Linked DNA regions of Mus musculus: regions 2, 3, 4, 5, 6 and 7 are each linked to region 1. A link is a contact called in public HiChIP or PLAC-seq and promoter capture Hi-C data. All regions are on one chromosome and are shown on one strand. Each heading gives the region's core, a stretch centred on a gene start, on an enhancer-like site or on the middle of the called end of the contact. The rest is flanking DNA. Distances are from core to core; before and after follow the strand shown. Region 1 holds the start of Bcdin3d (BCDIN3 domain containing). Region 2 holds the start of Lalba (lactalbumin, alpha). Region 3 holds the start of Atf1 (activating transcription factor 1). Region 4 holds the start of Arf3 (ADP-ribosylation factor 3). Region 5 holds the start of Wnt1 (wingless-type MMTV integration site family, member 1). Region 6 holds the start of Dip2b (disco interacting protein 2 homolog B). Region 7 holds the start of Lmbr1l (limb region 1 like).

The links. Promoter capture Hi-C pulls out the DNA fragments that hold promoters and counts their contacts. HiChIP or PLAC-seq counts read pairs in DNA pulled down with a chosen protein or histone mark. Capture Hi-C pulls out chosen DNA fragments and counts their contacts.
Region 2: a promoter capture Hi-C map of pre-B cells shows a contact between it and region 1, with 3 times the contacts expected there. The contact joins the promoter of Lalba here to the promoter of Bcdin3d in region 1. A contact is called at or near these places in 2 of 39 promoter capture datasets (liver and pre-B cells).
Region 3: a contact with region 1 is called in a promoter capture Hi-C map of liver, with 4 times the contacts expected there. The contact joins the promoter of Atf1 here to the promoter of Bcdin3d in region 1. A contact is called at or near these places in 2 of 115 datasets of contacts at active chromatin or transcription factors (embryonic stem cells and memory CD8 T cells) and 1 of 9 other capture datasets (liver).
Region 4: a contact with region 1 is called in an HNF4G HiChIP or PLAC-seq map of pancreatic cancer cells. The contact joins the promoter of Arf3 here to the promoter of Bcdin3d in region 1. A contact is called at or near these places in 1 of 39 promoter capture datasets (liver) and 1 of 115 datasets of contacts at active chromatin or transcription factors (pancreatic cancer cells).
Region 5: a promoter capture Hi-C map of liver shows a contact between it and region 1, with 6 times the contacts expected there. The contact joins the promoter of Wnt1 here to the promoter of Bcdin3d in region 1. A contact is called at or near these places in 3 of 39 promoter capture datasets (liver and pre-B cells).
Region 6: a contact with region 1 is called in an H3K27ac HiChIP or PLAC-seq map of microglia, with 4 times the contacts expected there. The contact joins the promoter of Dip2b here to the promoter of Bcdin3d in region 1. A contact is called at or near these places in 1 of 39 promoter capture datasets (liver) and 3 of 115 datasets of contacts at active chromatin or transcription factors (embryonic stem cells, microglia and neural tube).
Region 7: a contact with region 1 is called in an H3K4me3 HiChIP or PLAC-seq map of embryonic stem cells, with 4 times the contacts expected there. The contact joins the promoter of Lmbr1l here to the promoter of Bcdin3d in region 1. A contact is called at or near these places in 1 of 39 promoter capture datasets (hippocampal neurons) and 2 of 115 datasets of contacts at active chromatin or transcription factors (embryonic stem cells and pancreatic cancer cells).

Annotation. Positions count from the first base shown.
Region 1 is chr15:99,473,176-99,476,520 of GRCm38.p6, forward strand. It overlaps Bcdin3d (BCDIN3 domain containing), which reads right to left and starts at 1,555. Exons shown (of 2, transcript NM_029236.2): 1 at 1,281-1,555. The coding sequence starts at 1,517.
Region 2 is chr15:98,481,087-98,484,431 of GRCm38.p6, forward strand. It overlaps Lalba (lactalbumin, alpha), which reads right to left and starts at 1,597. Exons shown (of 4, transcript NM_010679.1): 1 at 1,450-1,597; 2 at 987-1,145; 3 at 444-519. The coding sequence starts at 1,585.
Region 3 is chr15:100,226,097-100,229,441 of GRCm38.p6, forward strand. Atf1 (activating transcription factor 1) reads left to right here and starts at 1,763. Exons shown (of 7, transcript NM_007497.3): 1 at 1,763-1,986.
Region 4 is chr15:98,761,501-98,764,845 of GRCm38.p6, forward strand. Arf3 (ADP-ribosylation factor 3) reads right to left here and starts at 1,618. Exons shown (of 5, transcript NM_007478.3): 1 at 1,480-1,618. LOC115488470 reads right to left here and starts at 546. Exons shown (of 1, transcript XM_030248862.1): 1 at 1-546. The coding sequence starts at 412.
Region 5 is chr15:98,788,358-98,791,702 of GRCm38.p6, forward strand. Wnt1 (wingless-type MMTV integration site family, member 1) reads left to right here and starts at 1,500. Exons shown (of 4, transcript NM_021279.4): 1 at 1,500-1,935; 2 at 2,507-2,760; 3 at 3,335-3,345. The coding sequence starts at 1,832.
Region 6 is chr15:100,037,116-100,040,460 of GRCm38.p6, forward strand. Dip2b (disco interacting protein 2 homolog B) reads left to right here and starts at 1,549. Exons shown (of 38, transcript NM_001159361.2): 1 at 1,549-1,794. The coding sequence starts at 1,695.
Region 7 is chr15:98,916,612-98,919,956 of GRCm38.p6, forward strand. It overlaps Lmbr1l (limb region 1 like), which reads right to left and starts at 1,487. Exons shown (of 17, transcript NM_029098.3): 1 at 1,239-1,487. The coding sequence starts at 1,310. It overlaps Gm41396 (a long non-coding RNA gene), which reads left to right and starts at 1,358. Exons shown (of 5, transcript XR_001781764.2): 1 at 1,358-1,445; 2 at 2,302-2,411.

The DNA.
Region 1 (3,345 bases), core at 305-2,804:
GTCACACTAACTTTGTTCAAAGTCACAGTTGAAGGCACAAGGACCCACACCACGCCACTAAATTTCCTCCTACCCTGATTTGCTTCCCTCCTATCGGACTCTGTTTTTGAGGCCGGCATGGTCTCCATATTGAGGGCAGAGAGAACTTGTGTAAAACAAAAATGAGTGGATAAATGCGTAAATAAATAAATGTTCAAAAGTAAACTTGAGAACAACTGCCTTAGTCAATTGCAACCGTGTCCTTTCTACTGTGGCTCTGTATATACTGTTTACAATTTTAAAATCTTTTTTTTAAAAATGTTTTTCTTTTCTGTTTTTCTGCTGGTTTCCTATACCACGGTGACACGTTTACAGGGACACACACCCAGCTGGTTACTGTAGTCTATAACCAAAAGCTCTCCTCAACTGAGACCCTCAAAGGTCTTCACCACCCACCAATGTCTCTTTTTTGTCGTTTTTGGAAACATGGTCTTAGTAGCCTAGGCTAGCTTCAGACTTGTGGGAATGCTTGTCTTCTGAGAGCTAGAATTACACGTGGGCAAAAGGTCTATCCCTGGACTCTGGTGATGGAATGTGGAGCGAATGGCGGAGGGTCCTAACCATTTGTAATGTTGGATAAAACTGCCCGCTTCACTGGGACATCCACTAACTAGCTACAAATAGGCGAGACTGTTATTTCCTTATTTTTGCTGCGGTTTGACTCTAATCATTACATGTCTGAAAACACTCTGCGGTGGGAAAGGTGGTTAAGGCTTCCTCCTCTGGCCGGATGATCTATTTTCTTTCTTGATCCCTCTCTACTGTTCACCGTTGTACTCTGTTAGCACAAGTAAATAAGGATCTGGCTCCAGGTCTGTCTTGCACTGTATATCTACAGCCTTAAGTTTCAGCCGTGATTACGTCACCCTGGCTCTTATCTTTTAGGAATCAGGATTCCCAGATTTTTTGGGGGGGGGAAGGGAAGGGGATCCCCGTTCCCCAGCCAAGAAGACCAGCAAAGCAAGAGAGGAGGCAAACGCCGGAAGTCCAGATCAGACGGTCCTCCTCCCCAGCGGTCTGGCGGGAATTTTTGGAATGAGTTGTGGATTGCTCAAAATTCCTCACTCGGCCGTGGGGCCCCAAAGGGAGGGCTGGGACGTGCACGTGTCTGTCAAGGCTATACTTTAAAAGCCCACTCTGGGCTTTGAGTTTTGATGCCACGCCCAGGCCAGCACCACGGAGGACGCGGAGGCTGACCATCGCTGGGCTCCCGGCGCTCCGATCCCTGCCGCGTCACTCACCCCGGAGTTACACCCCACGTCGAGCCCTAGGATCGGCCTCTTCTCGGGACCCTCGGGAGGGAAGAGCTGCCGAAGAAGCTCCGGGGGCAGAAGGCGGAGCCTTTGCTCGGGAGGGTGGAAGCGGGAATAATGAGGGAAATTTCCGAACGGGGCGGCCCCGGGTTCCAGAGCCCCCGGATGCTCTTCCTCCACAGCCTCTCCAACGCCCCCTCTTGACAATGTCCCGTCTGCGGCCATCACGCTCTGTCCCTCGGTTGGGGCGGAACCGGAAGTCTGGAGCCCGCGGAGGGAGGGGGCGAGCGCAGCGCCAGCGCGCATGCGCCTAGGGTAGAGGTCTGAAAGAAGGTGAGTTTAGGTAGGTGAGAAGACCCCAGTGCCTAGTCGGGGCTTTCGGTATCCTATTGGAGGCCGTGATCGTCCCCTCTTACTTAACGGACTTGCCCAACTTGAGTTGAACCTTGGGCCACTGACCAAAGCAAGGAGTTTGTGGGGGTCTTGAAAGTGAAGTTGGTCCAAGTTTCTTTCTTTTCAGATACACAAAGTGAGCTGTAAGGAAGGGGGATTCCTTGTCTGGGGAGTATGTGTGTGTGTGGGGCCTGTGACGGGGTCACACAACAATGCACTGACACAGGAACTTGAGCCTGGTTTAGAAAACGTAGCTGGAAGCTCTAGAACACTTAAGGTGCCACAAGGGGACCGACAGACATAGTAACTATAGACTTCATTCCAGAGGATGGAGTTGCTACATTGATACTTTTCAGCTGTGAACCTCCTATATTTATCATAAATCCTGGCGCACGGTTGTTCAGTAAATACTTGTTGAATGAAAACTGTACAAGATGCAAGTGACTAAGCCGTATCTGTTTGGGGGAAGAAAGAAAATGGGAGAACAGAGTTAAATTGAAAGAGATGTGTTGAGATAAACTTAAGACCAAAAGTGGGCCGAACTCTGTAAAAATGGTTCAATCAGGAAATGCTTGCTGGGTAAGCTCGTGGACCTGAGTTCGGATCCCAAACACCCACATAAAAAGCAGGGTGTAATGGTGTATGCCTGTAATCCCAGACTAGCAGATCTCTGAAGTTTGCCGGCTAGCCAGCCTAGCTGCGTTGGTGTGTGCTCCAGGCCCACTGAGAGATTCTGTCTCAAAAGATAAGGTGGGAAATGATCGAAGAAGATGCCTGCCATCCGCCTCTGGACTCTACACACGTGTACACACGCTAGGAAATAGTAATACTTTAAAAGCTTTTTAAATGTGGTCTGGGGTGGGGAAAGCTGGTGAGGAGAGAGACTGAGGAGTCAGCCTCCCTTAGTCTCTGTTCTATTGCTGTGGAGAGACAGGTAACCATGGCAACTCATTAAAAAAATAATTGGAGGCTTGCTACAGTTTCAGAGGTTTAGTCCATTATCATCATGGTGGGAAGCAGTAGCTGAGAGCTAGACCCTGATCCATAGGCAAAAAGAGAGTCCAGGCTTAGCCTGGGCTTCTGAAACCTCAAAACCCACCTCAGGTGACAAACTTCCTCCTACAAGGCCACACCTCCTAATCCTTTCAAAGAGTCCCACCCTCTGGTGACTATTCAGACATATGAGCCTATGGGGGCCATTTTTATTCAAACCACCACATGGCCTAAGCAGTAAGTTCGGTTTAGAGGTAAGGAGAGCCCAGCCTGTTAGAATCAACCCATGGCACTGTGTTCTGACCAGCCCATTTTATGGAGACCTCCCAGCTTACTAAGCCAAAAATTTGCTAAACTTTATAAGAGACTGAAGCATCTATACAAGGACCGACAGGGTTCCAACAGGTCTCTAGGGACACCACCCCCCCCCCCCACCTCCACAAATGTGTTTTGGCTTAACTTTTTGACAAGATCGTGCAGTAGTCCTGGTTGTTCTTGGACTTCCTATGTAGCAGAGAATGGCTTTGAACTCTTGATCTTCCTGCCTCCACCTCCCACATGATAGGATTATAATAGGTAATATAGGTCATGTCCAACTGAAAAGAAAGGTCCTATTTTTTTCTTCCCAAGTTTTACTTTTATATTTTGATCTCTGCTTGATTTGTTT
Region 2 (3,345 bases), core at 347-2,846, 990 kb before region 1:
TAATCTGAGCACTCGGAAGGCATAGGTAAGCAAATCTCTGTGAGTTTGAGGCCAGCCTGGTCTACGGAGTGAGTTCGAGGATAGCCAGGGCTACACACACATACCACAGACACACACATACACACACAAACACTCACTCACAAAAACCTCTCTCAACAAGCCAAAATAATAATAATAAAATCAATAAGAGTTCAGATCTAGGAAAGATGTGGAATAATACCACAAGGGCTTTAAGGATGAGAACTGGCCAGGGGAAGAGAGTCCTGGACATCAGTCTTCCAACATGGAACTTCATATCGGGGAAGTTGTCACACAAAAATGACACGAAGAAGCATTTTAAATGTAGACCTTTGGGACTCTAGATGAGTTTTGTTTTGGAGACTCCATCCAAAATTAAATGGTCTGGAGAGGGAGGTCAGAAGAGAGCAAAGACGACGACTTACCAGTAGTCGATTCCTTTGATAGCCAGGATCTTCTTGGCACACGCTATGTCATCATCCAACTCGTCATCCAATAACTCTGTTATAACAGAGTGCAGGAAGGAACAAGACAAATAAGAAGTACAGCTCAGTGGACTGGTTCCTCTGGCCCCAGAGTCAGGGGAACTGGTTCTGAGTTGAAGGTTTGGCCTAGAGACTTTCTATATGAAACGGCCAGTCTGATAATGCCTCCCCTCCATGGGAACTCCATTCCCTTCCCTAGGACACCTCACGAGACAGCATCAGATTCATCACGCCCTGAAAATACAGCGTATCAGACTTCAAGACTCACAAGTGTCCCAAACTACCCTTCCCTGAACCTTAGGGGACTCTCTGGGCATGTGGAGATCATGACCAGTGACCAGGTTCTTACTAAGCACTGCTATCTCAAGTCATATGGTACCCAGCACACCTGAGACATGCTGGGTACCAACAAGGAGGCTGCCTGGGAGGACTCGGAGGCAGGCTGTAGAGATACAGAAGAGTGTGGTGAAAGAGGATACTCACTGTCACAGGAGATGCCACAGATGTTCTCCGACTCGGGGAACTCACTACTTTTACACCAAAATCTGTCACTGATCTGGAAGAGTCCGTACTCTGTGCTGCCGTTGTCGTTGACAACAGCTTGTGTGTCGTAGCCACTGGTATGAAATAAAACACAGGCCCCTGAGGGAGACAGAAGAAAGAACTTTCTCAGAGATGTCTCAGAGTACCATAATTGAAACACTGGTTTCCCGGGGGGGGGGGGGGGGGGGCTTCCCAACCAATCTCCAAAAGTGGTGAAGTCCAGATTATCTTGGTGAAATGAGAAAGGCCAGACAATGGGAGACAGGCAGGGCAGGAGAAGTAATTGAATACAAGAGGTCAAGACAGAACAAGAAGAGGTACGAGACCACACCACGAGGAGACAGAGAAGGAGGAGAAGGGAGAGGTGGGAATGGAAGGAAGCAGGGACGTAGTATGAACTCACATTCAAGCAAAGAGATGCCTTGATAGCCATCTATGTCTTTAATGGCATGGGACACCTTGCATTTTGTAAGCTCTGTGGCTTGAAAGGCAGGCAACGACAAAATACACACCAGGAACAAAGGAACGAAATGCATCATTTTGACTGCTCCTGGACCTTGTAATGCAGACACCGCTCACTTCATCTGCTTTTATGTATGAAGAAGGCCTCTGGCCTCCTGGCACCGGGCCTTCTCTCTAGGAAGACAATGATGAAGAGATGCTTATGCCAAAATAGAAACCCTGAGCCTGCCAGCCTCCCTCCATCCTGCCACCCTCCCCCCATCTCCTGCATCCAGTCAATACCAAGTATTGTTTTCTTCCCACATAATTCCACACATGACCCAGCTTCTCACTTGGCTCTGGTAAACCTTCATTTCTTTTAGGGCTGCTTCCAGGAAGCAGGATTTCCTTAACCTACTTTTGGAACAAAGGAGGCTTCAGAGACAATACAAGGGAGGTGACTGGAAAACACAGTTGGCTACAGCCAACTCCATGCTTACCCCTAAACACATACAGAACGTGGAAAGGGGATGTATCACATCCTAGGATCAAAGGTGATATTTGTCTGTCCAACCTAGCCATAGGACAAAGTCCAGGAAAGCCCCTTGATATGGAGACTCATAACTGAGAGCCTTGGGAAAAGGGATGGAACATGGTGGCATTTAGCATGAGACTCAACTACTACTTGGATCCCAAGACTTCCTATGGAGGGAGATAGATAATGTGAAAAGTTTTGTGTAAAAATATCTAGCTGTTCTATAAGAAACTGCCAAGCGCCGGGCAGTGGTGGCGCACGCCTTTAATCCCAGCACTTGGGTGGCAGAGGCAGGCAGATTTCTGAGTTCGAGGCCAGCCTGGTCTACAGAGTGAGTTCCAGGACAGCCAGAGCTACAAAGAGAAACCCTGTCTCAAAAAAACAAAAAAAGAAAAATAAAAAGAAAGAGAGAGAGAGAGAGAGAGAAACTGCCAAGCGCCCTGCCCTCAATCGCCTCTGCCATAACTAGCTAGATGCTTTTTGGTGTCACTAAGACATTGTGTCAATCCAAGGCTAATTCCATAGCAACATTGTTAATAGCAACATTGTTCATAGCAACATTGTTCATAGCAACATTGTTCTTGGGTAAGTGGTCCTTGATAGCGAAGGTTGGCCACAGACAGGAAAGGGTCCTGGGTAAGCTATAATAGGTATCTCCCCTAAGCAAGTCAGGGCCAGGTACTAGTTTCAAATAATTCCTGTAATTTTCTGTCATGGAGTACTACACTCATGGCATCAATAATCCTTTCCCTCCTTCCTGCCTGTGCTCATTTTATGAACCTGATTTTTTTTTTTTGACGTCTCCCGAGGTCTCCATCCTAACCAAGCCACCTAAGACTTATAAACTGGAAGTCTTCCAACTGGTTATTATCTGTAAATCTTCAGAGACAGAGACACTCTTCTCTGTTCAACCCCATCCCCCTCTACACAGTGTAACCAGTGTATAACACAGCATGACTGAAACTCGTGTGGAGGATGTGAAACCCAAGATGGATGAACAGAAACCCCTGAATGGAAAGAGACGCATGCTCAGAAACACTGCAAGCATGCTGACTCTGCGGGTCTCCTGTGTTCTACCCGGAAGGACTGGGAGGGTATGGGACAAGAACGGGAATTCTGTCACACTGAGCAAGTCCCATGGGGACTCAGTGGGGATGGAAAGATGACCATGGACCACACAGGAGAGGACTGCATGAGAAGAGTTAGGTCTGATGGAGTCTTCCCAATGGTGCTATCTGTATAAACTGCCTCTGGCCCTGGGCTGTGGAATGAGTATCTGTGATGGAGGGAAATGGAGACCCACAGTCTTGGACCACAGGCATT
Region 3 (3,345 bases), core at 513-3,012, 750 kb after region 1:
GGCAGGATTTTTGGAACTCAGAAGCTGGGGGAAGAGAACTGAAGGCCCTCAGCCTGGGTTTAGGGTAGGGGGTTGGTGTGTGCTAGAGAAGAGCAGATTGTGAGCCTGGCTACCAGCCTGTGCTTTGGCATGCTAACAGACACCACAGTTAGCCATTTGTCCTGGGTTTCTTTGGGACCTGACAGCAACCATTTGTAATTCTAACTCCAGAGGATCCAACGCTCATTTCTGGATTCTGAAGAAACCTGTGCGCATACCATTCCCCATCTGAGACACACAGACACACAAAATTTACAATAATATATTTAAAAAGCAAACACTTGAAAGAAAGGATGAATGTATAGAAGTGTTTGGAGGGGGGAAAGAGCTGGAGAGATGGCTCAGTGGTTAAGAGCACTGACTGCTCTTCCAGAGGTCCTGAGTTCAATTCCCAGCAACCACATGATGGCTCTGTAATGGGATATGATGCTCTCTTCTGGTGTGTCTGAAGACAGCTACATAAAAAATAAATATAGGCCGGGCGTGGTGGCACACGCCTTTAATGCCAGCACTTGGGAGGCAGAGGCAGGCGGATTTCTGAGTTGAAGGCCAGCCTGGTCTACAAAGTGAGTTCCAGGACAGCCAGGGCTATACAGAGAAACCCTGTCTTGAAAAACCAAATATATATTTATATGTGTGTACACACACACACACACACACACACACACACATATATATATCTTTAAAAGAAAAAATAAAGGTTTGGAGGGAGGAAAAGAGAGAAATGATAATATAATCTCAAAAAAAGGACCCCTTTTAAAAACACTATGGGTGATGGAATGACTGCTGCTGGCCTGTTGTTCAGGCCAGGCTGGTATCTGCAAGCTTTCCCCCGACCTTACTTTGTAGGTCACTTTCCATAATGTTGAGACTCTGACTTAGTGTTGTACTTTCCATAGTTTTTTAAGACAGGCTTTCTTTGTATAGCCTTGCCGGGCCTGGAACTTTCTATGAAGATAAGAGATAGCACTGTGCCTGCCAACCCAAAGTGCTGGGGTCAGAGGCACAGCTGACCACGCCTGGCAATTTCCATAAATTTGATAGCGACTCCAGAGAGGTTGGGTAACTAGCCTAATCAGTCAAAACCCGAGTACTTCTATTTAAAGGTAGTCATCGGCCTTAGCTTTATTGGGCAATATTTGCTGAATCACGGTGCCTGGAGTCTAATAAGCCCTTCTAAACGCTTCAGTTTTACATCACATCGTATGTTCTGAAGGCTCAAAACCAAAGTCTTCACTCACCCAGTTATTAGGAGGGAAGGTGTCAAATACAACTTCTCAAAACATTTGATAATGCACTTTGTAGAGGGCATGCTAAAAACAAGCAAGCGAGCGAGCAAACCGCTATGATGCCCTAGCAGAACCTTGCCAAGGCTGAGATAAAGGCATCTGTATGAAGGTCAACTCCCCACAAGGACATGCTAAGTCCTTTCCGAAGCACTAAGATGGCAGCGCAAGGTTTTACAGTTACTTAAACAGAGCAGGTAGCCGAGGGTCAGCTGTCCCGCCCGCGAGAGAGGGAGGTCAGGACCCCGCGCCATTGCCCCAAGATCCCCGGAGCTCCCCCAGCGTCCCCGTGGCGGCCCGCGCGCTCCCGAGCTCGCCAAGATGGCGGCGCTCACGTGACCACGCGGTGACGCAGCACGCCGGCGCGCAGGCCACGCCCCTCCCCACGCTCCCGCGCACTCCTCGGCCGCCCCCCCCCCCCCCCCCAGCCCCGGCCCCCGGCCTGTGCGGATCATGCCGCCTGCGACGCCCCTCGCGGCCGGGAAACGGTAGCCGCGACGGTTGGCTCTCGAGTTACGCTCTCCTCCCGCACCCCGCCGACCCCTGGGACGCGCGCCACCTCGCTGCGGTGCGCGGCTGGCAAGTGAGGAGTAAAGTCGGCGCCGCCTGGGACGGGGGAGTGGAGCTTCCTGCCCCGGGCAGCGGCCAGGCGGCCCCGCGGGTGAGTGGGGCGCGGCGGAGCGCGAGGCGGCCCGGGCGGGAAGGCGGCGCCGGCGGGGACGCAATGGCGGCCACGCGCCGGCCGGGGGTCGCGCGCGGCTCGGCGGGCGGTGGGGGAGGGGCGCGGTGGGGGTGGGGCCGGCCGCGCGCTTCCGGTCGCGCGCGTCCCGAGCGCCCGGGCGTTAGGCTCCCCTCGCCTCCGCGGGGCGCGTTGGGAGAGGCGCCCCGGGCCTCCCGCGCTCCTTGGCTCGGCCCGCGCCGCATGGAGGCGGGAAGAAAAGCCGAGCGGCGGCCTCCGGCAGGCTGCAGACGCCGCGGCCTTGGGCTCCCGCCTCCATGACTGGGAAAACCGAGGCAACCCGCCCTGTGGCGGGGCACGGCGTTCCTCTCCTTCCGGGAGTCTCGCCGCTGGCCGCCTAAGTTATGATAGAAACTTAAAAGAGTCTCGGTAGCCGCCTTTTCTTTTTGAGACGGGATTTGTTGCGAAGAGTTCATGGTGCAGGACTTCCAGACGCGGTCGCCGGGTCCGGTTTATTATAGCGTTTTTAGTTTTGCCTGAGACAGGGCTTACCAAACTGGCCTTAAATAAATTTATATATACATACACACACACATACATACATACATACATACATACATAGTCCAGGTTGGCTTCGAACACGGCTTATGTTAGGATTTTTTGTTTGTTTTTTTGTTTTTCTTATATGAGTACACTGTAGCTGTCTTCAGACACTCCAGAAGAGGGAGTCAGATCTCATTACAGATGGTTGTGAGCCACCATGTGGTTGCTGGGAATTGAACTCAGACCTCTGGAAGAGCAGTCAGTGCTCTTAACTGTTGAGCCATTTCTCCAGACCTTCAACATCTTTTTCAAGGAAGGAAGCTAAGACGCCTTTTCCTCACTCACCAGCTGAGAAGTCTCTGTACTTGATATTTATTGATATTTACTGTTCACTCGTGACAGTCTGCTGGTCACTGAGCACACTTTACTGCAGACAGGCACTGCCTTTAGAGAGCTTAAAGCTGGGAGAAACAGGCAGGCTAGTAAACATAGCTGTTAAGTAATTCAGAGATAACGAGCCAGGCAAGACAAATGTATTAAAATAGGACCTGATCCAGGCGTAGTGGCACAAGCCTTTAACCCCAGCTCAGGCGGCAGAGGCTCTAAAGACCAAACCAACCTCCTACCCCTCACCCAGGAAGGAAAGAAAACCACAGGACTTGGTACAGTAAGGAATGGCAGTAAGAGGTATTGCTGGGCCAGGAATGGTGGTGGACACAGCCTAGCTTCTGGGTTTTTGCATCCTAATGTGAGATCTGAAGTAAATACAGTTTCTTTAGGTCTCATCACCACAAAAAC
Region 4 (3,345 bases), core at 368-2,867, 710 kb before region 1:
ACTGCATCTCAAACAAACAAAGGAGTAAGGGAGGGGGAAAGGAAGGAGAGAAAGAAGGAAAACTGTGCAGGAGTGACTGTGTGACACCTGGGAGCCCTTTCCAGCTGCCTCCAAGGTCAGTGACTCCTTGTGTGAAAAGCTGAATGTAAGTGGATGGGCCTTTCTTAAAACGGCCTTTAACAATGTACTCAAGCGCAGGTCCAACATGCCAAAGGCCAACCCAATGGCCACTGCAGCACACAGTGGGGATACTATCCCCAAACAGGTCTAAGACAAAATGGCAGCAAAGACAGTTCCCTATCCCCCTGCCTGGGGTCACAGATGGAGGTATGCAGAGACTAGATTCTATCCTGTTGCAATGACTCAAGCAATCAGACTCCTGCAGCAGATCTCCTCCCAATAAAACTTTCATGCCATGGACCCAAGGGTGACCCAATGCAACAGTGGCAGAGACGGGTTTTACATTACCCGTCTCCCTAATGACCTCACTATTTTCTTCTTAGTCCTGACCACATACATAACCCTCCACTACATTCTTCCTGGCCCAGAGACCCTCTCCCCCCCCCCCAAAAAAAAAAACAAGTCTCTCCAAAGAGTTACGACTTAACTAAAGGACCCTGAGGTTTTAACAGGGAACTTCACCTCCCCACCTCCCCCTCCTTCCTTCAAAAAGGACTGGCATGCTAAGCAAAGGCTTCATTTTCTGTTCCGGGAATCCTGGTACTTCCTAGAGAAAGAAAGCGGATTGGAAGACACAAACTCAGGGCCAGTGACAAGCTGCTCCCTCCTTCGGTGACACCGCCCCCGCTCCGCCTGGGGGAGGAAGGCCCCACCTCTCTCCTCCGAGCTAGCTCAGGTCCCCCTCCCCCGTCTCCAGCCTCCTCTCCACCCTCTCCCCACCTGCTGCCCTCTTCCCAACACCCCAGAGCAGAGCGCCACCTCCGTGAGGACCGTGCGCAGCCAGCCGAGCCCCACCAGTAGGCCCTGATACTAAGCCCCGGCCCCCCACGCCTCGCGCTGGGTGAGGGAGGAGAATAACCACGGCACGGCACGGCTTTTCTTTGGTTCCCCCACAGCTCGGGCGGGGGAGGGAGAGAGAAAAGGCAGCGTTCCTCGCAGCCCTTTAAACCCAAGGAAAAGAGAGCCAAACAGCCACACCGCCCCCGCGTCCCCCTCCCACAGGTCAGCCTGCCTCCCCCTCGTCCCCAACCCTCCCAAGCTCACCTCTGCAGCCCAGGTCGCACCCTCGGGGGAGGCGGAGGACAAATCCGTGTGCGCCCCCCGCCCCCACCCCAGCTCGGCGTCCTTCGGCTGCGGGGACAGGAGTGGGGCTGGGGTCCCCAAGCTCAGCGAGGATCACCCCCCACACCAGCACCTCGCCCAGACGGTGCGAGCCGGACCGCGGCCGGGGGCCTCGGGCTCCCACCCGGACCCAGCCTCTTCCCTGCCCGGACCCGCCTTCCCTCCCCAGCTCCGAACCTGTTCCTGCTCCCTGCGCCGCGGCTGCCACCGCCGCCTCCGCCCCCGCAGGTTCCGCCCGGCTCTCCGGCCGCTGCCTCCCGCTCCGCAAGCCGACCCGACCGCGGTGAAGATGGTCCGCTGGCCCGCTCCCCGGCTCCCTCCTGCCCGCCCTCCACCTAGCACCGGAAGCCGCGACGGCGACAGGAGCTGTGCGGCGAACACCCACCCCCAGCCCGGGCTACTTCCCACCTCCACGATCGCGCGAGAAGTGCGCGGTAGCGAGCGGCAGTTCTCGCGAGACCCATCACCATGGCAGCGGCTGCAGCAAAAGCAGCCGGTGCTGAAGCTGAGCCTAGGCGGGGGCCTGTGTGGGGGCTGGAGGATCGGAAGGCACGGCGTGTAGAGGGGGCTGTGGGCACTGAGGTGAGGCTCCCGAGCAGAGCGAGCTCCGGGACCTTGCCACATCCTGGCTGCGCTGGCCACAGGGCTCGGACCAGGGAGTCTCCGGGGTTTCTTAAGCAGAGCCCATGTGGAGCATGGAGGATGAAAACGGTTGCTGTATCCTGCTCTAGTCCAGTCTTATTCCAAATAAACAGCGCATCACTCGCACCCCACCTGCTAATCCGCTCTGCTCCCTAGTTCCTAAGGATGCTTTCTCTGAGATCCTTTCCCATAAAGGAAGAGGAGAAAGAACGATGCATTCCAGATACTAGAGGAAACATCTGGATGGGGTCGTCTAGGAGGTTGAGGCTGAAAGGCAGAGGGCAGAAACTCAGAGGCGGCTCTCATGAAGTCTCTCTAGATGAGTCTGGATTTTAGTATCCCCAGGAAAGCGCACCCAGGACCCCGCCTTCCTTCCCTGACACTCATCTTTTGACATGATGGAGACACTGCCTGAGACTCTAGCCACAAGCTATGTTAGAATCTGAGCTAGAAGGGTCCTCGCCAGAAACGGGTGCTCTTACCCACTGAGCCATCTCACCAGCCCCCACTGCGTTCTTTAAATGCATCAAGTATAAGAGCTTGGTGCAGCGTTATAACTCTTCTCTCCCTCCAAAACATAGGCTGGGAACAGAATCTATCTCTTGTCACATCTGTCTCTGGTTTATACCTTTATACCAGTTTGTCTTCTCTTGTTTACCTCAAAAATTACAGGACTGGCTGGGGGCGGTGGTGGCACAAGCTTTTAATCCCAGCACTGGAGACTAGGGTGCAGAGGCAGGTGGATGTCTGTGAGTTAAAGGTCAGTCTGATTTACAGAGCAGGCTCCAGAACAGCCAGAGATGGTTAACGAAGAGATGGACAGCAAGGAACTTGCTTATAACGAAGAGAATTATATTTGTCCCCACTCAGGACTCAATGCTGTTGAGAGCCTTTGTTAAGCTCTGGTTTTTGCTCGTTTTTCCCTCCATTTATTAACTCTGTGTGTGTGTGCTTGTATGAGAGATTGCGGGTGCACTTGTGCTCTAGCAAGATGTGGAGGTTAGAGAGGACACCTTTTGGGAGTCGCTGTTCTTGACTTTTTTCCCTCGTTGGGCCAGGATCTCTGGTTTCTGCTGCTGCAGTGCACACTCTAGGCTAGCTCTGTGTGATTCTCCTGGCATCATCCCCCATCTTACTTTAGGAATGCTTTCATTACACCACAGGCATTCAGCTTTAAAATATATATATTTGTTATTGTTGTGTTTGAGACAGGGGCTCACTATGTAGCCCCACCTGGCCTGGAATTCACTTTATAGACCAAGTTGGCATTGAACTCAAATACGATCTGCCTGCCTCTGCCTCCTGAGTGCTTAGATTAAAGGTATTTGTCACACATCCAGCCAAATGGATTTATTTTTAACTGTACCTACGCACATACGTCTCTGTGTGTGAGTAGGTGCC
Region 5 (3,345 bases), core at 250-2,749, 680 kb before region 1:
AATCTTTCTTTAAAAAACTGTTTCAGGAGATTTATTTTATGTATGTATGTATGTATGTATGTATGTATGTATGTATGTATGTATACGTGCACCTGTGTGTGCTTGGTGTCAGTGGGGCTCAGACATCACCTGATTCCCTGGAACTGGAGTTACAGGTGGCTATAAGCCACCACTTGGGTGCTGAGAACAGAGTCCGGGGCCTCTGGCAGAGCAGTCAGTGCTTTTAGCCACTGAGCCATCTCTCATTCCCCCCAATTATGTTCATCTTGAGTTGGGCAGGTACGGTGGCGGAATAGGCCTGTAATCCCAGCAGTCACTGGACCATCATGGGTTCTACATATTAAACCTTTATGTTAGGTAGGGTCACACAGCAAGATCCGGTCACAAAACCAGCAACAACAAAACCAAAAGGAGCCAGCTTCTTCCCACAAGCATTCTTTCCCTCAGGTCTTCAGCTCCATCTGACAGCTACTCGGCTGGTGGTCCTATCCTTTCTGAGCCTAGTTGCCAGAGAAACAAGCCCGGTTCATCTTCATGACTAGCACATCTAATGATAAGCACAGGTTGACTCAAGGTGCCATAGGGTGACACTAGGTACCCAGAGCGACAGAATGACACCTATGAGTGCACGTCGTTAATCACAAACACACACACACACACACACACACACACACACACACACTCATGCACCCACCTGCAAACACAATTGCAGCCTTCTGGACGTCTCCTGTCACAGCCCCACCTCCTTCCTGATACACTGCGTTAAGTGGTGACTGTAACAAAATGACTTCATGCTCTCCCTGTCCTGAGCCAAATTACACAATTATTTGGAAAGGGCTCAAAATGTTCTTCGTTAGAAGTTTCTGGATACACCAATACACAGGAGCGTGCACCCTCAGAACACATGTACACTTTGACTTAATCTCACGGGTGACACACCGACGCTTACACTCCCCCTAGCCCACAGAGGCAAACTGCTGGGCGCTTCTGAGTTTCTCACTGCCACCAGCTCGGTTTGCTCAGCCTACCCCTACACCCCACGCCCGGGAATCCCTGACCACAGCTCCACCCATGCTCTGTCTCCTTCTTTTCCTTCTCTGTCCAGCCGTCGGGGTTCCTGGGTGAGGAAGTGTCTCCACGGAGTCGCTGGCTAGAACCACAACTTTCATCCTGCCATTCAGAATAGGGAAGAGAAGAGACCACAGCGTAGGGGGGACAGAGGAGACGGACTTCGAGAGGACAGCCCCACCGGCGCGTGTGGGGGAGGCAATCCAGGCTGCAAACAGGTTGTCCCCAGCGCATTGTCTCCGCGCCCCCTGGCGGATGCTGGTCCCCGACGGGCTCCGGACGCGCAGAAGAGTGAGGCCGGCGCGCGTGGGAGGCCATCCCAAGGGGAGGGGTCGGCGGCCAGTGCAGACCTGGAGGCGGGGGCCACCAGGCAGGGGGCGGGGGTGAGCCCCGACGGTTAGCCTGTCAGCTCTTTGCTCAGACCGGCAAGAGCCACAGCTTCGCTCGCCACTCATTGTCTGTGGCCCTGACCAGTGCGCCCTGGTGCTTTTAGTGCCGCCCGGGCCCGGAGGGGCAGCCTCTTCTCACTGCAGTCAGCGCCGCAACTATAAGAGGCCTATAAGAGGCGGTGCCTCCCGCAGTGGCTGCTTCAGCCCAGCAGCCAGGACAGCGAACCATGCTGCCTGCGGCCCGCCTCCAGACTTATTAGAGCCAGCCTGGGAACTCGCATCACTGCCCTCACCGCTGTGTCCAGTCCCACCGTCGCGGACAGCAACCACAGTCGTCAGAACCGCAGCACAGAACCAGCAAGGCCAGGCAGGCCATGGGGCTCTGGGCGCTGCTGCCCAGCTGGGTTTCTACTACGTTGCTACTGGCACTGACCGCTCTGCCCGCAGCCCTGGCTGCCAACAGTAGTGGCCGATGGTGGTAAGTGAGCTAGTACGGGGTCCGCCACTTGTCCTGGGGCAAAGAGCCAGGCACGGGCCTTACCCAGCTCCCACGCTGTGGGGATCACCAACCTACAGACCCCCCTCGTGCATTGTGACTTCACATCCAGGGTGCTCACACCTAGAACTAGCTCTGCTGAAGTGGGGGCACATCATTGGCATGCAGAAGCCCAGATACACCAGGCTCAGAGACCATTCCCATTTAATACGACCCCGTTTCTGCTGAGCAACAGGTCCCAACCTCGCTGTGGTGGGTGCTCAGGTGTCCCTTAGGTCTTGAACCAAAAAAAAAAAAAAAAAAAAAAAAAAAACCAGATATTAGCTTTGAGGTGAGGGAGTGGAATTCCTAAGTTTTTCAAGGTGGGCAAGGCTGCAGGTGGGGTTTCTCCTCGGGGGCTGACTTGAAGAAAGGAAGAGCTAAGGTAGCCATGCCTTTTCTGTCCACTCACTAGACTCTGGAGCTCAGGGCCAGGCAAGGATAGGGTGGTACAGCCTGTATGGTTAGGATGCAGGTCCCCTCCCCTGGACTGAACCCTTATGCATCCCGCCAGGGGCATCGTGAACATAGCCTCCTCCACGAACCTGTTGACGGATTCCAAGAGTCTGCAGCTGGTGCTCGAGCCCAGTCTGCAGCTGCTGAGCCGCAAGCAGCGGCGACTGATCCGACAGAACCCGGGGATCCTGCACAGCGTGAGTGGAGGGCTCCAGAGCGCTGTGCGAGAGTGCAAATGGCAATTCCGAAACCGCCGCTGGAACTGCCCCACTGCTCCGGGGCCCCACCTCTTCGGCAAGATCGTCAACCGAGGTGGGTGCCCAGGAAAGCGACGCTTCCGGGATTAAGGGAAAAGCAGGGTCATCTCCAGGGCATAGGCGGGCGAAGGCAGGGAAGACATCCCAGGGTTATATGTGATCAAACTGAGAATCGCCTGGTGCCGGCAGTTACCGTAGGTCAGCACCAGATTCTTTCTAGCCTTGCGTTGTGAGCATGATCTTTAACGTTGCTGAGCCACTGGCCCACAGAAAGGGAATTCCGGATCGTGGGCGCTGGGCGACAGCTGTTTTTCCCTAGCCTTCCTCAAAGGTACCTGGGAAGCTGATCTCTGAGGGCTAGCTAGGGTTGTGCTTCGCACCCAGCAAAGTTTGCACTGCCAATACTAGTAGCGATCTTGGCTATGCAGATTTGTTCTACTTGGGAATCTCCCCTTGGAGCTGCTCTGCTAAGGCTCTGGAGTCTCAGTAAAGCTTAGAGAGGAGGGCATTCCATGCTTCGCACACATGACTCCAAGGATGTTGGACTGTAGGGTACCAAGTCTTCCAAACAGGGTGCTGAGTTGGCCCCACGCCTTCTCTCAACTGATGCGGGGTCGCTTCACCCACAGGCTGCCGAGAA
Region 6 (3,345 bases), core at 299-2,798, 560 kb after region 1:
TCCATTTTGGAGCACCTTGGAAAGAAAGAGACACTAGGATCCCCTCAGGCTGTGTGTGCCACCCCCCCCCCCCCCATGCACACAGTGGGGAAAAAAATCATAAATCAGTTGTCTCCCTGTGACAAAATTTCAATACTAAACACAAAAGTTACAATGTAAAATAAAGATCTTAATAGTTTTTGGTAAGAATACAGGAATGTAAAATTTGAAATGTAAATAAAGAAAATAATAATAATAAAAGAGGGGAAAAAGAATACAGGGATTTTTTTTTTTTGGCCTTCCTTATATATACTAAACTAGAATGAGTACTTTTGGACTACATATAGGTTACATACTGAGGTGGCTAAAAAAAAAAAAAAAAAAGCTATCCCCAACTCCCCATCAAGCTAGGGCACGTCTTTGATTCCAACACTCAGCAAGGAGGCAGATGAAAGTGGATCTTTGTCCTTTGTCGGTTGAGTAGAGAGTTCCAGGTCAGGCAAGACTGCATAAAGAGATGTCTTTCTTTCTTTCTTTCTTTCTTCTTCTTCTTCTTCTTCTTCTTCTTCTTCTTCTTCTTCTTCTTCTTCTTCTTCTTCTTCTTCTTCTTCTTCTTCTTCCTCCTCCTCCTCCTCCTCCTCCTCCTCCTCTTCTTCCCCTTCCCCTTCCTCTTCCCCTTCCTCTTCCTCTTCCTCTTCCTCTCCTCCCCCTCCCCTCTCCGTTCCTCGCTCCTCCAGACAGGGTCTTAACTGTGTAGCCCTGGCTGAATAGGAATTCACTATGTAGACCAGGCTGGCCTCAAACTCAGAGATTAGCCTGCTTCTGCCTCTTGTGTGCTGGGATAAAAGGCGTGCACCATTATACCGAATGCGGTGTATGTAGCCGTGTGTGTAGAGGTCTGCAGAGGTCCTCAAGCTGGCATTAGACGCCCAGTGCTGAGAACTGAGCTTAGGCCTTCTGCAGAAGCAGCCAGCGATTGTAACAATGAAACCATGTCCCCAACCCCTATTCCCACAGAAGTTCTTTTTATAAGTCTTTAGGAGTCAAGGCAAGATGAAGCAAGTTCGACTGTGATCTTTTTTCTTGTGTTTTGAGACAGGTCTCATGTAGCCCAGGCTGGCTCTCACTGAGGAGAGAATGACCTTGAACTTCAGATCCTCCGGTTTCCACCTCCTGAGTGCTGGGATTACAAGAAGCACCGAAAAAGAAATCAAAGAGTTGTTGGCAGGCATAATCCAGAATCTGGGGTAGATGAAGGATGTGGCCTGTAGGCAGGTCCATCAGGGAAAATGGGGGAAAAGACATGACAGATGCATGCTCTCCCGAGTGAGAGGGACTGGAAGAAGTAAGGGCAACGTCCCGGAGTCCTCTTGCTTGAGAGTTTGTGGAAGGTAGGCGTCATATGCAGCAGGTGCCGCATCTTCCCAAGGAGAGCAGAGCAGGCGACGGCAGCCTGCGCTCTCCAAGATCCGCGGTAGAGGGCGCTGTAGCCACGCCCGTCCTGCGTCTCCGGGGCGGGACGAGCTCCAGGCCGGGGGGCGGGGCCGCACGCTCACGTGACCCTCGCTCATGGCGGCGGCGGCGGCGGCGGCAGCGGCAGCGCCGGCGGCTCTCGGCGGCTGGAGCCGGATCCTGTAGCCGGGGTGTGGGCCCGCGTCAGTCCGTCCCTCCTTCGGCCCCCTCTCGTCTTCCGGAGTGTGGCTGGCGCAGCCGCGATGGCGGAGCGAGGCCTGGAGCCGTCGCCGGCCGCGGTGGCCGCGCTGCCCCCCGAGGTGCGGGCGCAGCTGGCTGAGCTGGAGCTGGAGCTGTCTGAGGGTAGGCGAGCGCGCGGCGGGCCGGGCGAGCGGGCGAGCGGGCGGCGGCCTGTGGGCGGCTGGGCTGGCGGGGCTCGCCGCTCCCCACCCGCGAAGCGCGGCTGGGCTTTCATTGTTGTCCCTGGGGGGCCCCGCAGGACCCGGGGACGGGTCAGCTGGAGACAAAGCTGCGCCCTCCGGCTGACACCTTGCCCCTCTGCTGCCTTGCTCCCGAAGGGCCGCTCGCCTGTCCCCTCGCTCCGGCTTCAGAACGAGGCGCAGGGGGACGCCGCAGCTGCACGTCTTCCTGCTTCTCTAACAATGCGAGGTGCCTCACCAGTGACAGGCGTGAGAAAGGAGCGGGGGAGCCATTGAGGGTCCGAGGGAGGTCGGAAGCGGTGGCGCTAACCCAGAGACCCCCCGATCCGCTGCCTCTAGACCGCCTCTGTCCTTGGGAGCAGCAGGCTTTTCTTGCCACCTGCATTCAGTCTAGGTTTTCCTATCTGGTCACCTTTTGGAGTCTTTGTAGAGGTGGCTACCGGGTACATGCAAATCCTGGCCGGCACCCTCTTTCTTTTGACAATGGATTGGTACAGGGAGGGTTGGGTTTGTGTAGATAATTTCAAACATGGACTAAATCTGGGCTCTGTTACAAGAGAAGTGCCTTGGATAACAATGAGGACCTCAATGCCGGCTGTGGGCATGTGGTCAGGCGAATGTGCTGTGGAGATCAGCTTCTCTGTAAAGTTCCTGTTTTTATCGCAGGCGGCCTCTGAACAAAAGCAGCATTTTCTCCGCGCTTGGTTTCCGTACACTTCGCTGATGTCTCCAGAGTTGCATATTGTTGAATTCCTTGCCAAAGACCCTCCCCAGTATTTTTCAAGTTCACTAAAAACTGTTGATTGGAAAAGAGTAAGGAATGTGATCAAGTTCCCAGGAGCGTTCTAGTTCCGACTTTTTGTTAACTTGTCACGACACTGGGCTTTTTCAAACCTTTTTGAGAATCACTTATAGTGAAAAGCCAGAAGTGCGTTTGAGTGTCACAGATCTTACTCGATTGAAGGAAATAATTAATTTTAATAACCCTTTAAGGCTTTCCCAATGTGTAGGGTGGTGATCTTTTCACCTGCATGCAATTATCAACATATTACTTTTCAATTAATCAGTGGGGAAGCGTTTAGGAAGATAGGAAACCTTTGGGTTGCTTGCCCGGTGATACCTTTGGTTACAATATTTACCAGATTTAAAAAAAAAAAAACATTTGAAGTAGTTTATTAAAATATATTTCCCTTAAGGTTTTGTTTTTTTCTTGTCATCTTCTTGTGAAAGTGTTGCCACCGAGTGTGACGAATTCCATTCAGATCTTTTAAAACAGTTCTGTATTTACTTTCAGTAACAAATCAGCTATAGCTTTCATTAGCCAGAATGGGAGGTTTCCCTGGATGTTTGCATGAGGGGGAGATTAAAAATAGGACCTGATTGCTTTCACCGGGAAAGGGAAATCCTGGGTGCTCCCCTTGGTATGGATCTGCTCCACACGATTATTGTTTACAGCTCTTGGTGTTTCTAGACA
Region 7 (3,345 bases), core at 237-2,736, 560 kb before region 1:
AATGTGTACCTCTCCCAAGGAACACAGAAGAGATGCTACCCGACTCTTATCCTGGGGCTAGATACTCGTATGCCCTCATTGGTAAGGGCAGACCTAGTCCCCTTTACCGTTTCTTCAATCTAAGCATGCCAAGGGGTAGCCTAAAGCTCAGCCTGAGAAAAATGAAGAAAGACACCATCTGAGCCCTCCCCTTTATTCAGTAAGATCTCCTTCCACTCCTCCAAACCCTTCCCTTTTCATTTAGTATGTGCAGAGCTCTCTGGGAAAACAAAACAAAATAAAACAAAAAAACCCAGCAGACAAAGAGATTATCATTCAAAGCAGGCCCAAGGAAAATAGATTTCCCTAAGTCCCACGGGTGCTCCTACCCTAGAGTAGTACACTGCCGTATGGAAAGTTCAACTGCAATTCTAGATTAATGCTTAAAGAATAAGAAATACAGGCTAGATGCGCTCAGGATCACTGCGGACCCGGGACCCTCCCACCCCCACCCCACCCCACCCCACCCCACCCACACATGAGAACTCACACGGGATGGCTGGAAACCCAGTCTGAGTGTCAAACAAATTATCCGGAAGTCGTGCGGGGTGTGTGTCATTGTATTGGCTTGTGTTTGGCATGCTGCATGCCAGAGGCCCAGGATTCAATCACAGAAGGAATGAAAACAACCACTACTACAGGGGAGAGAAAACAGGCGGGGAAACCTCGGTGTTCCTCCATCTCCACTTCTTACAACCCCATCTCGTCGGACAGGACTTCTTTCTTCCTTAGTGGGAGGACCCACTACAGCTCCCACTTTTCCTTCGCCCCTCGCGCCACCATCGCATGTCCCCGGTTAACTGCTCAATGTGACCGAGTCTCCCTTCATTTCAACATCAACCATGGTTGCCCTTCATCTACTTTTAAGGGGGAACACGCACACTAACTTGTCCCGAAGCAAATCCATCCTTTTCCAGAGGATCAAACGCTCCACACTAGAGGACCCCCATCGCCAGGAACGCCCACGGGGGTGGAGTAGAAGGGGCGGGGGGAGGGGCGAGCGGCCGAGGAACGGAAACCCGGCGGCTTTGTTTACGGCTCAGGGACCCAGCCGACCCGACCGGGAGTTCACCGGCCCGGCCCCGGCGCTCGCAGGGGTCGAGGTGCTCCGGAGCCCAGGCAGCTGGACTTCCCGTCTCCATCGCGGCGCGCCCCTCCCACCTCGGCCCGGCCCCTTCCCGCCCAGGTCCCGGACTCACGATGCACTCGCGGACCCTGTCGTGGAACAGCTGTTCTCGCACGGATAGCACTTCGTAGTCAGCTGCTTCCATACTCTGCTCAGCATGACTGGGGCGGGGGTGTCTCCGGGCCCGGGGAGGACGAGCGGGGATGAGGCCGCCGCCGCCCGCCAAGCACCCGGACCCAGCCTAAGCGCCTCTCCTCGCTGCCCGTGACGGAAACTCAAGGTAATCTGGGGCTCAGATTCTGCGGTCGGACGCCCCGCCCTTAAAGGGGCAGGCCCCAGCCCGCCTAGTCTTAAAGGGCTCGGGTCCCCCTCGGTCCCCTCCCCTTTAAGGTGGGGTCACTCGCAAGCACGTTTCAACGCAAGTACCCGCCGCCCGGCTACGCGGAAGTGCCAGGCTTGGTGCCCAGTGACGACACAAGGCCTGGGCGGGTTTCTTCAGAGGAGCGGAACTTACTGGTTCCTCGTAGACTGTCGGTCATCGCTAGGAGTGCGCTGATAGGACATTCTGGGAAAGGAGGCGGGATGTTTTTGGCCTGTCGAAGCTGTTCTAAAACTAAGAGTCCTTGTGGTCCACGGCTGAGATGTGAGGGTTGGTTCCAGGATGTGTATCCGTCAGGATTTTAGTTTAAACGAATAAGGTTGGGATCAGGTCAGCCCGTCGAGAAGATGTAAGCACCACGGGGTCTTCTGAAGGGACGGCTGCCTGTAACCCAAAGGTCCATAGCGTTTTCTTTTCTTTTTCTTTATTTTTATTTTTGGTTTTTCGAGATAGGGTTTCTCTGTGTAGCCCTGGCTGTCCTGGATCTCACTCTGTAGACCAGGCTGGTCTCGAACTCAGAAATCCGCCTGCCTCTGCCTCCCAAGTGCTGGGATTAGTGGCTTGTGCCACCACTGCCCGATGCGTTTTTTTATTTGTTATTGGAGTTTCCCTGCCACTCCAGACAGCTTTCACACAGTTATTTTTGTGGAAGGCCTAGGGTATTAGAGAACAAATAGTTAAAAAACAAACCACAACAAAAACAAAAAAACAGGAGACTTTTTAAAAATGTCATGAAACTTTTGTTTTGTTGAGACAGGTCTTGCGATGCAAACCAGGCTACCCTTGAATTCTCAGCTTCCTAGTTGATTGCATGTATTACCAGGCCCAGGCTATCCCGAAACTGAGGAAATATCCCAGGGAATATTGGTGAGTGGGTTGAGTAAAACATTAACTCCCAAACATTAACTCCCTGCTATGTGCTGTTCTCTTTATAGCCTTTATCTAATTTTAATGTTTTAACATTTTAACGTTTTAACGTTTTAATTTGAAACTAGAAAATAGAGGTTGGCCCAGTCCTACTTTGAGATTCAGAAACCATCTGGGCATTGTGGCACACGTCTTTTAATTCAGCACTAGGAAGGCAGAAGCAGGTGGATCTATAAATTCATGGCCAGTCTGCCCTTTACATAATGTTTTAGGACAACCAGAGTAACATGGTGAGAATTTGTCTCAAAAACAAAATAAATACATCCCGTGTATACATTTATGTTTATATAGTTGGCCCTCTGCATTGTTGGGTTCTACATCTGTGGGTTCAGCTAATCTCAAACACAAAGCAAAAACCATTTGGGAGGGGTAGCTATAGAGATGGCTCAGTTGGTAACAGGAGAAGGACCTAAGTTCCATTCCTAGCACCCACAATTAATGAGTAGTGCAGGCTGGTGAACCCGGGGAGGTGTGGACGGGAGGATCCCTAGGGTCTGCTGACTAGACTAGTCAGCGAACCCTATTCATGTAGCCCCAAGTCCTAATGAGAGACCAAGTCTAAAAACACATCTGGGATACAAAGAGAGACCCTGCTTCAAAATACAACAGCAAAATACATCTAGGGCTGGGAATGTTACACAGTGATAAAGAACTTAGCATGAGCAAGACCTTGGATTTGATTCCCAACACCATGAAAAAAAGTCTTGGGAACAAAATTATGTCTGTACTGAACATGTGCAGATTTTGTGTTCTTGCTGGTATACCCTAAATTTTGTTTTGTTTTTTGTTTTTTGAGACAGGGTTTCTCTGTGTAGCCCTGGCTGTCCTGGAACTCACTCTGTAGACCAGGCTGGCCTTGAACTCAGAACCACCT